Linked DNA regions of Mus musculus: all the other regions are linked to region 1. The links are chromatin contacts, called in public Hi-C maps. All regions are on one chromosome and are shown on one strand. The core of a region is the stretch at or near the end of the contact, and the rest is flanking DNA. Distances in the headings are between cores, read along the strand shown.

Region 1 (3,157 bases), core at 370-2,869:
ACTCTATGAACATCCATTACTATTATTAAAAAACATCTAAATATATTTGAAGAACACATATCAAACTTTATTAATAATATACCAAGTTAATTCAGTAGATCTATATCTACTCATTAAGCAGATGAAGGCAAATAGAAGGGTGGGGTATAGTCAACAAAATCTCCAGATTAAATAAAATGTTTTATGGCTGGAGTTGTGGGAGGATCAAGTTCTCATTTTAAATGTTAAAATAAAGTTTTGGAGTATGCATTTTTTAGGTCAATAGCAATGGTTTTCATCTCAAAATGTTCAGAGGAGCCATTTAATTAACAAATCTTCTTGCATTGCTTGTTCTGGGCCCTGCTGTGCTTATCATCCATGCAGAACAAAATTCTTCCTTTTTTATGCTTGAATACTTTCTTTCTCCACAGACATTTCCACTGGGCCTAGGAGATGGGCAATTCTATTCCTGGACAGATGGTCTGAGAAGAAAAGACTGGCATGACTATGAGAGCATTCAGAGAGATGCTTTGCGCTCAGGTATGGATTCAGCATCAGACAGAGTGGTGCTGTTACTTCAGTGTTTGGTTTGTCCCTGCTAAGTTCTTATGTCCGTTTTTCTTCTGCATGCACTAAAGTTGTCTGTCTTATGGGAACATTGGTAATCAACAAGGGACAGAAACAGATGAATTCAAACAAAACAGACAAAACAAATAATGAACATCCTTTCCTTGGCTGCAGAGGAGGTCATTGCAAATGTGCAAATCTATATTGTCTTAGATTCCTTTTAAAATAATTCTGTGAGTCATGTTGGGATTTATCAGTAAGACATAAGCTGGTAAACACAAGCCAGATTCACACACTGGGACAAATTATATCTAAATGTCAGTACTAAGCAACTCAGTCATGCCACAAGCTTTTGGAATTTTAATTGGTTGTGACAATTTCATAAATTACCACATTTGGGAATCTGAAGTTTATAGAACTTGGACTAAGAGTTCAATAGATTCAAATAGATTTAAACGCATGTAGAGTTCTAGGCTGGGGACATATCTAGAAGAAAAAAATTTACAAGAATGTTCTTAGAGAAAGATTGAAAAAAGTGGAATTCTGCAATTAAAAATTCAAAAAGAGTGTATCAGTAGACATCCTGAGCAAGGTGATAGTGGTACATGGAAGGAGGCCCTTCTTATGCAGCCAATGTAACTTTGCTGTTTCTCAGAGGGACTGTCACAGAAATAGGATAACTATTGTCTGCAAAGATATTGGGGCAACAGTAAGGCACTCCACCAGAAGCACAGCTATGACTACCCAGTATGAGGTCATCCTGGTCAAACTTGCTCAAACTCATCCCATCGGGATAATAACAGGCAGAGTGGTACATTGTCCTGACATGGTACAGGACTCTTCTGTGTCAGGTAGAGCTGATCTAATTATAGCTCCTTTTATTCTCTTCTCAGTCTTTCTCTTTTTATCAAGAATAGCCCACCTCTCTATTTCATTAAAGAAACTTGTCCCAAAGATGATTCCTGTCTTAGAAGCATTGACCTTTTTGAGATAGCATCTTCCCACCTTGACCAGGAGCCAATGGGAAATCACAGAACTGTTTTCCTCACCTCCAGCTTCTCTGGCTAATCCTCTTATCTCTTATTTTTGAGAGCTTAGTCCACCTGCATTAATCTGACCATCTGTTCTTTATGCTTCAGGACTCACAAGGCTTTTTGCAATGTTTACTTAACCTTGTCAACTGAAACTATAAGAATATAATAATAACAAAATTATCACAAAATATTGAATGCATGTTTACTAATATGTACATTACCGAATCTCAGAACAATTTTGGCAGATATTAGCCAAAATTTGTAAAATTATTGGGTCTTTATAAATTTATTCACATAAAAACTATAAATTAGTTAAGACTATATAGAGCAAACTAGACCTAATTCTTCTCTATATATCCACCCCAATTCCTGACATTAAAATAATATAATATTTGGACATGGAGTAATAATAGGTTTATGGAACAAAGACATAGTTAAGTTAATATTCTAGCTTTACTATTATGGATACTTAGCAAATCAATTTATATTTCTTGTAGTCTTCTTTGAAGAATTTCCTTATGATAAAATAATTGATAAATCAATGAAATGTAAAATAATTGACCAATTATCTAGGCATCAGCTTCTAGTAACTATAACTATGTAAAACTTTTGTTTTATTCTTATTTTTAAGTACATTTGAATGTGAGTATATGTACACATGAGTACAGTACCCCTTGAGGCAAGAAGAGTTTGTAACTATAGTTACAAACATTTTTGAGTAGCCCGACATTGGTGGTACTATGGCTACTAAATTCAGGTTTTCTGGAAGACCAGCAAGCATTCTTAACTGTTGAGTCATCATTCCAGACCACCAAACTGTAATTCTTAAATCATGTTAGGTACTTTTACATGAATGGTTATACCTTCAGTTTGTGCAAACAAATTTTAGATCGAAAATCAATCACTTTCCCTTTATTTCTGCTTCCTATTACATGTTTTGTGTTTGTCTCTATTTGGATCAGGGGCTATTCAAAGGACCTGTAATTTAGTACTTTTCAATATAAATTAGGTGTGATTGTTTTAAATGACTAATGGTAAGGCTCTTTAATGGCTTGTTGGAGAATTGATATATCTTAAATAAGGCATTTAAAATCATTCAAACATACATGAATAGATTCTCAAAATTAAATAAACACTTTTATGTGTCAAATCCAGTCCTAATGTTCCATTGTCCCTCCTCAAACATTTAAATTTTTTTATTTACTCTCTTATATTTCTCCATATGTATTAGAGTTTCTGTACTATTAAACATGTTATGATGTTTCTTGCATTTGAAATATATTTAACCTCAAATTATGCCCAATGATTTTTATTTTCCATTCCCAATTATTTTCAAAATTAATTATTGTCAACTTGCAAAACCAATTGATTCATATTTATGTTGTTTAATTTTCTACAACATTCTATTTCTGGGTATTTGGATGTTTTCTATATTGCAGTTATAATGTATAATCTATCTATAAACAATTTTTATGTGTGGCCATGGGCCAGACACAATATTTTATTAGGAATATATCAGCTAATACATTTGTATGTTTAAGGAAGACATTTCATAAGCTCTACCAAACTGTTCTCCA
Region 2 (3,157 bases), core at 239-2,738, 590 kb after region 1:
GATGCTTGAGTGTGTGTGTATATATATACAATGAGATGTTCACACATAATCCACACGTATCCTCCTGGGTCCTTTAAACCATCCCTAGACTACATATCACACCTAATGCTATTTTAAAAGATGGTGTGAATAATAGCCACACTGTTTTTACTTAGAGCATGATATAAGAACAGAGTCTGTACATGTTCAGCTACAACTTTTTGTAAATAGTTTAACTCTTTGCTGGTTGGTTGAATTTTTACATATAGGGCCCAAAGTTTCAGAGAGACACATACATGTCCACTGTAACCCCAAACTTGGTGTCATATTGGATTTAATTCAATGCTGCTGTGTTTCCTTTGATAAATTGCCATGCTTGTCTTGATTTCATTCAGCCCCCTCCCCCCTCGGCATTGCATGTTGACCCTGGGAAAAGTCACAGAGGCGGAAGGGGTCACCTGTATGGTTATCTTTCCCTGCTACCCTCATCTGGACCCAGATTGGATGTAGCAGGTCTTCTCAAACAGGCGTTTGTCCTCACCAGACCCCTTGATGGGATGCTGACAGTTCTCATGCCTCCGCCTAGTTTCTTAGCCTACATGGCCACCTCCACTCTCACGCTGCCCAACTTCCGTTCTAAGTTCTTGTTGCCTGGGAAACCCAGTCTTGTGATCATCCTGATTCCTAGCTATGGTTAGCTCAGCTCCATGTCAAGAAGTTAATGCTTTCACACCACGTCACAGCTACCTCCGTCTGCTTCTCTAACTCGTTCTCCAACTCCAGCATGCAAGAGCCCCACACACAAGCACTGGAGTCACCTAGAGACCTTATCTCAAAATCCAGTCTGTCTCTATAAGATAACCATCCTTTTCACTCTAATGCATTGACTCTGTTACTACAGAACGTGTTACTTGGAGGTGTAACCTAATCATGGATTCTAGCCAGAAGGAAAGGGAACACTCTCTCTCTTCTGGAATCTTAGAAGTGAGTCTTGAGTTTTATTCTTCCTATCATACCTCACTCCCTCACTCATTATCAGAGCAAAGCTATACCTTTCCAAACCTGATCCATTGGGAGCAATGAACCCTTTCTCTATTGCAACAAACCATTACCCTCACAAATGAAAACTGTTTTCAAGGCTGTTATTTTGAAAGCCAAGTACTGAAATTCCATTTCCTATTTTGGATGGTACCTGCCTTACATCTCTCTAAAGCAACAGATGCCTGAGTGCAAGAAGCATCACACAGAAGAAAAGTCTTGCCAATAATAATTCCTGCAAAACATATTACCTACTATACAAAGTTCTTAATATATAAATTATTTTATCTAGTATATACCTATTATACATATATATGAGACACAGTATAGTTGATTACAGTCGTCCAATATTTAGAACAGACATAAGCCTCACACACATTTAAAATAGACTTTGGGAAGAAAGCATTCAGGAGAATGAGTAAAAGGGTTGAGTGGGAGTGAAGTCCAAGCTGGCAGTCTGGAGAAGGCTCAGAATGCCTGTCAGTTCACACAGCAGAAGGAAGCAGCAGCTCCTGCAATCTCCTAAGGCTGTCCTGACAAGGTCGTCCAACTAGGACACTTAACCCAAGGGAAAAAATTGCTAGCAAATCACAAATATTAGTGGCCATGAAGTCCAAAGACCAGGTGTCAGCAGAGCCATGCTCCAGAGCTGCTGTGATTATGAGGAATCTCTGAGCCTCCCCGCTACCTGCTCACAGCTTGATGTATCCTTGTCTTGTGCACACATAGCTTTGGTTTCCACTCAGTTTTATCCAGTGTCTCTTCCCATTTTCTCTACTCTACTCTGCATGTGCATGGGCAGAACCTAAGAGAAAAAGTAATAGGGGAAGACAAGCAGATGTGAGGCATTTTACCATCCACGTAAATGCAATCTTTGAAGCTGAAAATAGATATAATAGAGGGAAGGAACCAGAGCTCAGAGCCACCGAGGGGCTTCCTGTCACCTGCGTAAGTGTGTACCCTCTCCACCAAACAAAGTGACTGCTCATAATAGCTACTTAATAAATAGTTATGTGAGAAAATTAATTAGAAGTCAATATTTTCTGGTAATTGCTCTTTAATTTTTGGTTTGATTTTTTTCTGGTTTCTTTCTTTGCTTTTAAAACAAAAAACAAAAAAACTTTGATTTAAGATAGAATCTCCTATAACCCAGCCTGGCCTCACACTATGCATATACCCCAGGATATCCTAACTCCTTGTCTTCGTGAATTTATCTCTATACAGCTGACATTACAGCTGTGTGCACCACCATGCCTTCCCTGTTGCCCAGGTTTGATCAGCAAAACGGAAAAGAAAAGAAGCAAAAATATTTACTAAAAGATAAAACCAGGTATGGGACTTAGAAACCACACCAGACAAGATTCTTCTTGCCTCTAGAACGAGAAAGCACATCAAAGAAGTTCAAACGTTTCTTTACGCACATGTCACAACTTTAATTTTTAATTTCATCAGAGCCATTTTCCACTAGATGACTCTTCAGAGACTAGAAAGTTACAGGTGTCTCTTTAAGCCACAGATTGCTGACTGGCTGGGTACTTCTAACCTTTGGCTCTTGGGGTCAAAGATTTTAATTGTGCTAGTTCCTTCAAGCTCCTTCTTCACTCCCCATACCTATAATTTATCCTGATCTGATGAACACTTTCTTCCAGTTTTATTTGAGAATTTCCCAGGAAGCTATGGACAATAAAATCATTTGGGAAGCCACACTACAGAATTCTGCCAGGAGTTCAGGAACCAGGAAATAACCTATAAATCTGCCTGGCTGATGTAACTCTGTGAAGAAAAGATCCCCATAAATGTGACTATTTCTAGAATGTACACGTACAACATTACAAACACAAGTAAATTTCACAGGAAAATCGGAGTCTCAACAAGAGCCCCTTTAAGAAAAACACCAGAGGTGAAGGAGTCCCTCCATACTCCCACCAGAGCTAAACTCCCTTATTGAGATGACATGAGTTCGTACCCTGTAGATTGAATCTTTAGAATGACTATTTTCAGTTTAGAATTATTGTCCATATCGAACTCAGAAACGGGCTGCCTGTTGCCAGTAAAGCCGAAGGGAGGCTAAAATAGTCAAAGCAGCAGTTGGCTCAAGGTTTTGTTGGTGTTATACCGCCACCTGCTGGAAGCAGAGGTG
Region 3 (3,157 bases), core at 300-2,799, 570 kb after region 1:
AAGACCAATAGAGTCAACTAACCTGGACCCTTGGGGGCTCCCAAAGACTAAGTCACCAGCCAAAGAGCATGCATGGGCTGGACCTAGCCCCTACATCCCCAACACACAACATATATAGCAGATGTGTAGCTTGGTCTTCATACTGCCCCAAACAGTGGGAGCAGGGGCTGTCCTTGACTCTAATGCCTGCCTGTGGATCCTGCTTCCCTAACTGGGCCACCTTGTCTGGCCTCAGTGGGGTAAGAAGGACCTAGTCCTAAAATAGCTTGATATGCCAGGTTGATGGTACTCGGGGACATCCCCCTTCTCAGAGGAGTTGGCGAGGAGCTGTGTGAGAGGGAATTGGGAGGAGAGGGGGCTGTAAACAGGATGCAAAGTAAATAAATACAAGATGGAAAAATACCATACAGGTTTGTCTAATCTTACAGGGGCATTTACCTAACTGAGGTTCCTTCCTCTCAGATGACTTCAGCTTGTGTCAAGTTGACATAAAAATGAGACAGTTATACATGGACTAGTAACAGCAGTGAATAAAAATATAAAAGTACATATTGCACAAAAGCGTCACCAAATGTACCCATTTGCATTTAAAAAAACTGAAAGACTGGAGTAATTTTAAAACCAATAGAAAATATCTTTTCATATAAATAGGGGTTCTAAATTTTATTTTATTTCTACAGTTTGCTTCTAATTAAGGAAGAAACATGTCCAATTTTGAAAAATGAAAATGATTTCCAAATCTTAGATGGCAACATTCAAAATGAGCATGTCGGATTTCTTTTGCCTTTCTTTTCCCCGTTTAATTCAACACCAAGTCAGTCACATTTCCAGTTCAAATTAGAAGCCAGAACTGGATTTAATTCTCAATTTTCTGTTTCCTTGTACTGGGGGAAGCTGGGTAGTTCTTACTGATTTGACAGATATTTTCCTGATTTTCCTGATATTTTCACCACTATTGGCACACGAAATAATGGGCAAAACTTTGCTGTAAAGATTCCCCTTGTGGAGAAGAGCCCATATGCCAGGAAGTGCTTCTGACTTTGCACAACAGGAACCAGAAGGCCAGTGCCCATCTTGGCAAGAGCTGGCCAGGATTAACATGGTGGCCACTGGCCAACAGTTACTGCATCACTGAGCTCTGCTGTACCATCACTGCTGTGTGCTGAATTCAAAGGATAACATTTGTAGTTTATGAAGCTTTGGGATAAATAAAAATACAAAAACCCCTAAGCATCAAATCTTATCAGTATCTTCCTCCAAATGAGGAGAACAGAAACATAGACGTTGTAAATGTTCCACTTGGATTCACCGTTTGCATGTGCTCTGTGCACAGCATCCGGAAAGAACTCGGCTGTGACTAATGTTTGGCATTCTTCCTGTGTATTTTCTTTCCTTCCTAGAACACTTGAAGGATAAATTAGAAGATTACATGGCTCGGTTTTCCAAAGTGAGAATTGTACGCACCAAGAAAAGGGAAGGTCTCATCCGGACCCGACTCCTGGGAGCTTCCGTGGCTAGAGGAGAGGTGCTGACCTTCCTAGACTCCCACTGTGAGGTCAATGTGAACTGGCTGCCCCCGCTCCTCAGTGAGTACCCATGTCACCATCCCTCTCAGTGGGGAATAGTGGGCCTGGGAAGCTGGGGAAACGGGCCCTGCAAATAGAGTGCAAAGTTTCTTCTGTAAATGTTGCACTCAGCCAAGGCTTGAGTTGGAACTGTATCTTACTCACTGCTGATCACAAGTATAATGGGAAAACTGTACTAAACAGCACTTCAGATAGTACCGGCAGCAATCTAGCTTAAGGCTAAAATGGTTTCTTTTATAGTATGTCTCTTCTTTCATTGAATTTATTGGGTAAACACTAAAGTAATGAAAAAAATCCCCAAACATTTTTAGTCATCTTATAACTACAATGAGATCAAAATACACATGCACATGTGTATACATAAACACTAGCAATTATCACAAGACTGTTGAGAAGGAAAGAAAATTATTCTACCTCAGGATATAATAATTGAAGCAACTTGACCTTTTTTTAAGATTTATAAGGCCATTGTCCTTTTGTTTTTCCTTCTACTCCTAGTACTACCTATAGCCTTAAATGTATAACCTTCCATATCTCACAGACCCACTGAGCTGCTGTAAGGGTCAGGATGTGTGTTAAATGCTGACTTATGGCTAAGAGAAGAGAAGGGAGAAAGCCATGTCATTGCATGTCATCGCATGTCATTATGTCATCACATCATTGCATGTCATCTCATGTCATCATATGTCATCACATCCCGCTGAACCACTAGAAACACAAACAAGCTGGGCATCATTCCGGCTGGAAACTCAAGCTGTGGCTCAAGTCAAGCCTGGGTATTGTTTTTTCTGTTAGTTTACAACAACATCAGGAAAGGGGATAAAATCTTCAATGTAAATAAAGAAAGCATCTAATTAAAAAAAAAAGATGGAACTTGGGAAAAAAAAAAGGAAACCACCCGCCCATTACTCCTAAGAAAGAAATTGTATACCTAAAAATATTCTTTGTAGAAAATCTTAGCATTCTCTTCAATGTCTCCAAAGGAAGTTTTGCTGTAATTGTTTCCCTGGCTTCAGAAACAACGCCTGTGACAATCACCTTCACACCAACCGCCTCAGAAAGAGTGCTCTGTTACTGCCCATTGTGTGGGATTTCCTCTTCAACCAGCCACGCTCCACCAGTAAAACAAGAGAGAGGGCACAGTGAAAACACAACACCCAGCAATAAACACCCTCTACCACATCAGCCAGTCCTTCTACCTCGACTGCCCAGTCTTCTAAATCAACAGCATCCCAATGCTTCAACAGTCAGAGACTCTTCTGAGCCACTAATTAAAAACGCTTTGTCCAAGGACACAGACATTTAGAGTTTCATTAGCAACAACAAGAGTCCCTCATACTGAATTTGGCCCATATTCTGTTGAATGTTCAAGCAAGTTAGCAAAAGGCTGCAATTCTGTATGAACCAAACAGTCCCTAAATGCCAATGATAAAATCTCTAGGAGTCATAGGGATGGGGTAGGGGTGGGGGTGCGGTGGGGGTAGGGGTAGGGGTAGGGGTAAGGAAAAAGAGAGTAAGCAACACCCACAGCCCACTCTTTCTCATTAAAGTATTTCATTTCCTGTGGACCT

Evidence for each region. A called contact is a pair of places that touch in the nucleus more often than the background predicts.
Region 2: a contact with region 1 is called in a Hi-C map of cerebellar granule neurons, with 1.8 times the contacts expected there. The contact joins two enhancer-like sites. A contact is called at or near these places in 4 of 484 Hi-C or Micro-C datasets (brain, cerebellar granule neurons, cerebellum and 1 more).
Region 3: a contact with region 1 is called in a Hi-C map of cerebellum, with 2.4 times the contacts expected there. The contact joins two enhancer-like sites. A contact is called at or near these places in 2 of 484 Hi-C or Micro-C datasets (both in cerebellum).

Annotation. Positions count from the first base shown.
Region 1 is chr8:58,533,268-58,536,424 of GRCm38.p6, reverse strand. Galntl6 (UDP-N-acetyl-alpha-D-galactosamine:polypeptide N-acetylgalactosaminyltransferase-like 6) reads left to right here. Exons shown (of 12, transcript NM_175032.3): 2 at 411-519. Among named protein-coding and RNA genes, the nearest start is that of Gm15881, 170 kb to the left of the region's middle. Within about 2 kb of position 1,619, at least 5 of the 459 cell types and tissues checked have an H3K27ac peak or open chromatin away from gene starts, as enhancers often do. A contact at or near this core is called in cerebellar granule neurons and cerebellum, where this site is marked.
Region 2 is chr8:57,939,637-57,942,793 of GRCm38.p6, reverse strand. The region is part of intron 6 of Galntl6 (UDP-N-acetyl-alpha-D-galactosamine:polypeptide N-acetylgalactosaminyltransferase-like 6); the gene reads left to right. Among named protein-coding and RNA genes, the nearest start is that of Gm2921, 140 kb to the right of the region's middle. Within about 2 kb of position 1,488, at least 6 of the 459 cell types and tissues checked have an H3K27ac peak or open chromatin away from gene starts, as enhancers often do. A contact at or near this core is called in cerebellar granule neurons, where this site is marked.
Region 3 is chr8:57,960,808-57,963,964 of GRCm38.p6, reverse strand. It overlaps Galntl6 (UDP-N-acetyl-alpha-D-galactosamine:polypeptide N-acetylgalactosaminyltransferase-like 6), which reads left to right. Exons shown (of 12, transcript NM_175032.3): 5 at 1,401-1,586. Among named protein-coding and RNA genes, the nearest start is that of Gm2921, 160 kb to the right of the region's middle. Within about 2 kb of position 1,549, at least 31 of the 459 cell types and tissues checked have an H3K27ac peak or open chromatin away from gene starts, as enhancers often do. A contact at or near this core is called in cerebellum, where this site is marked.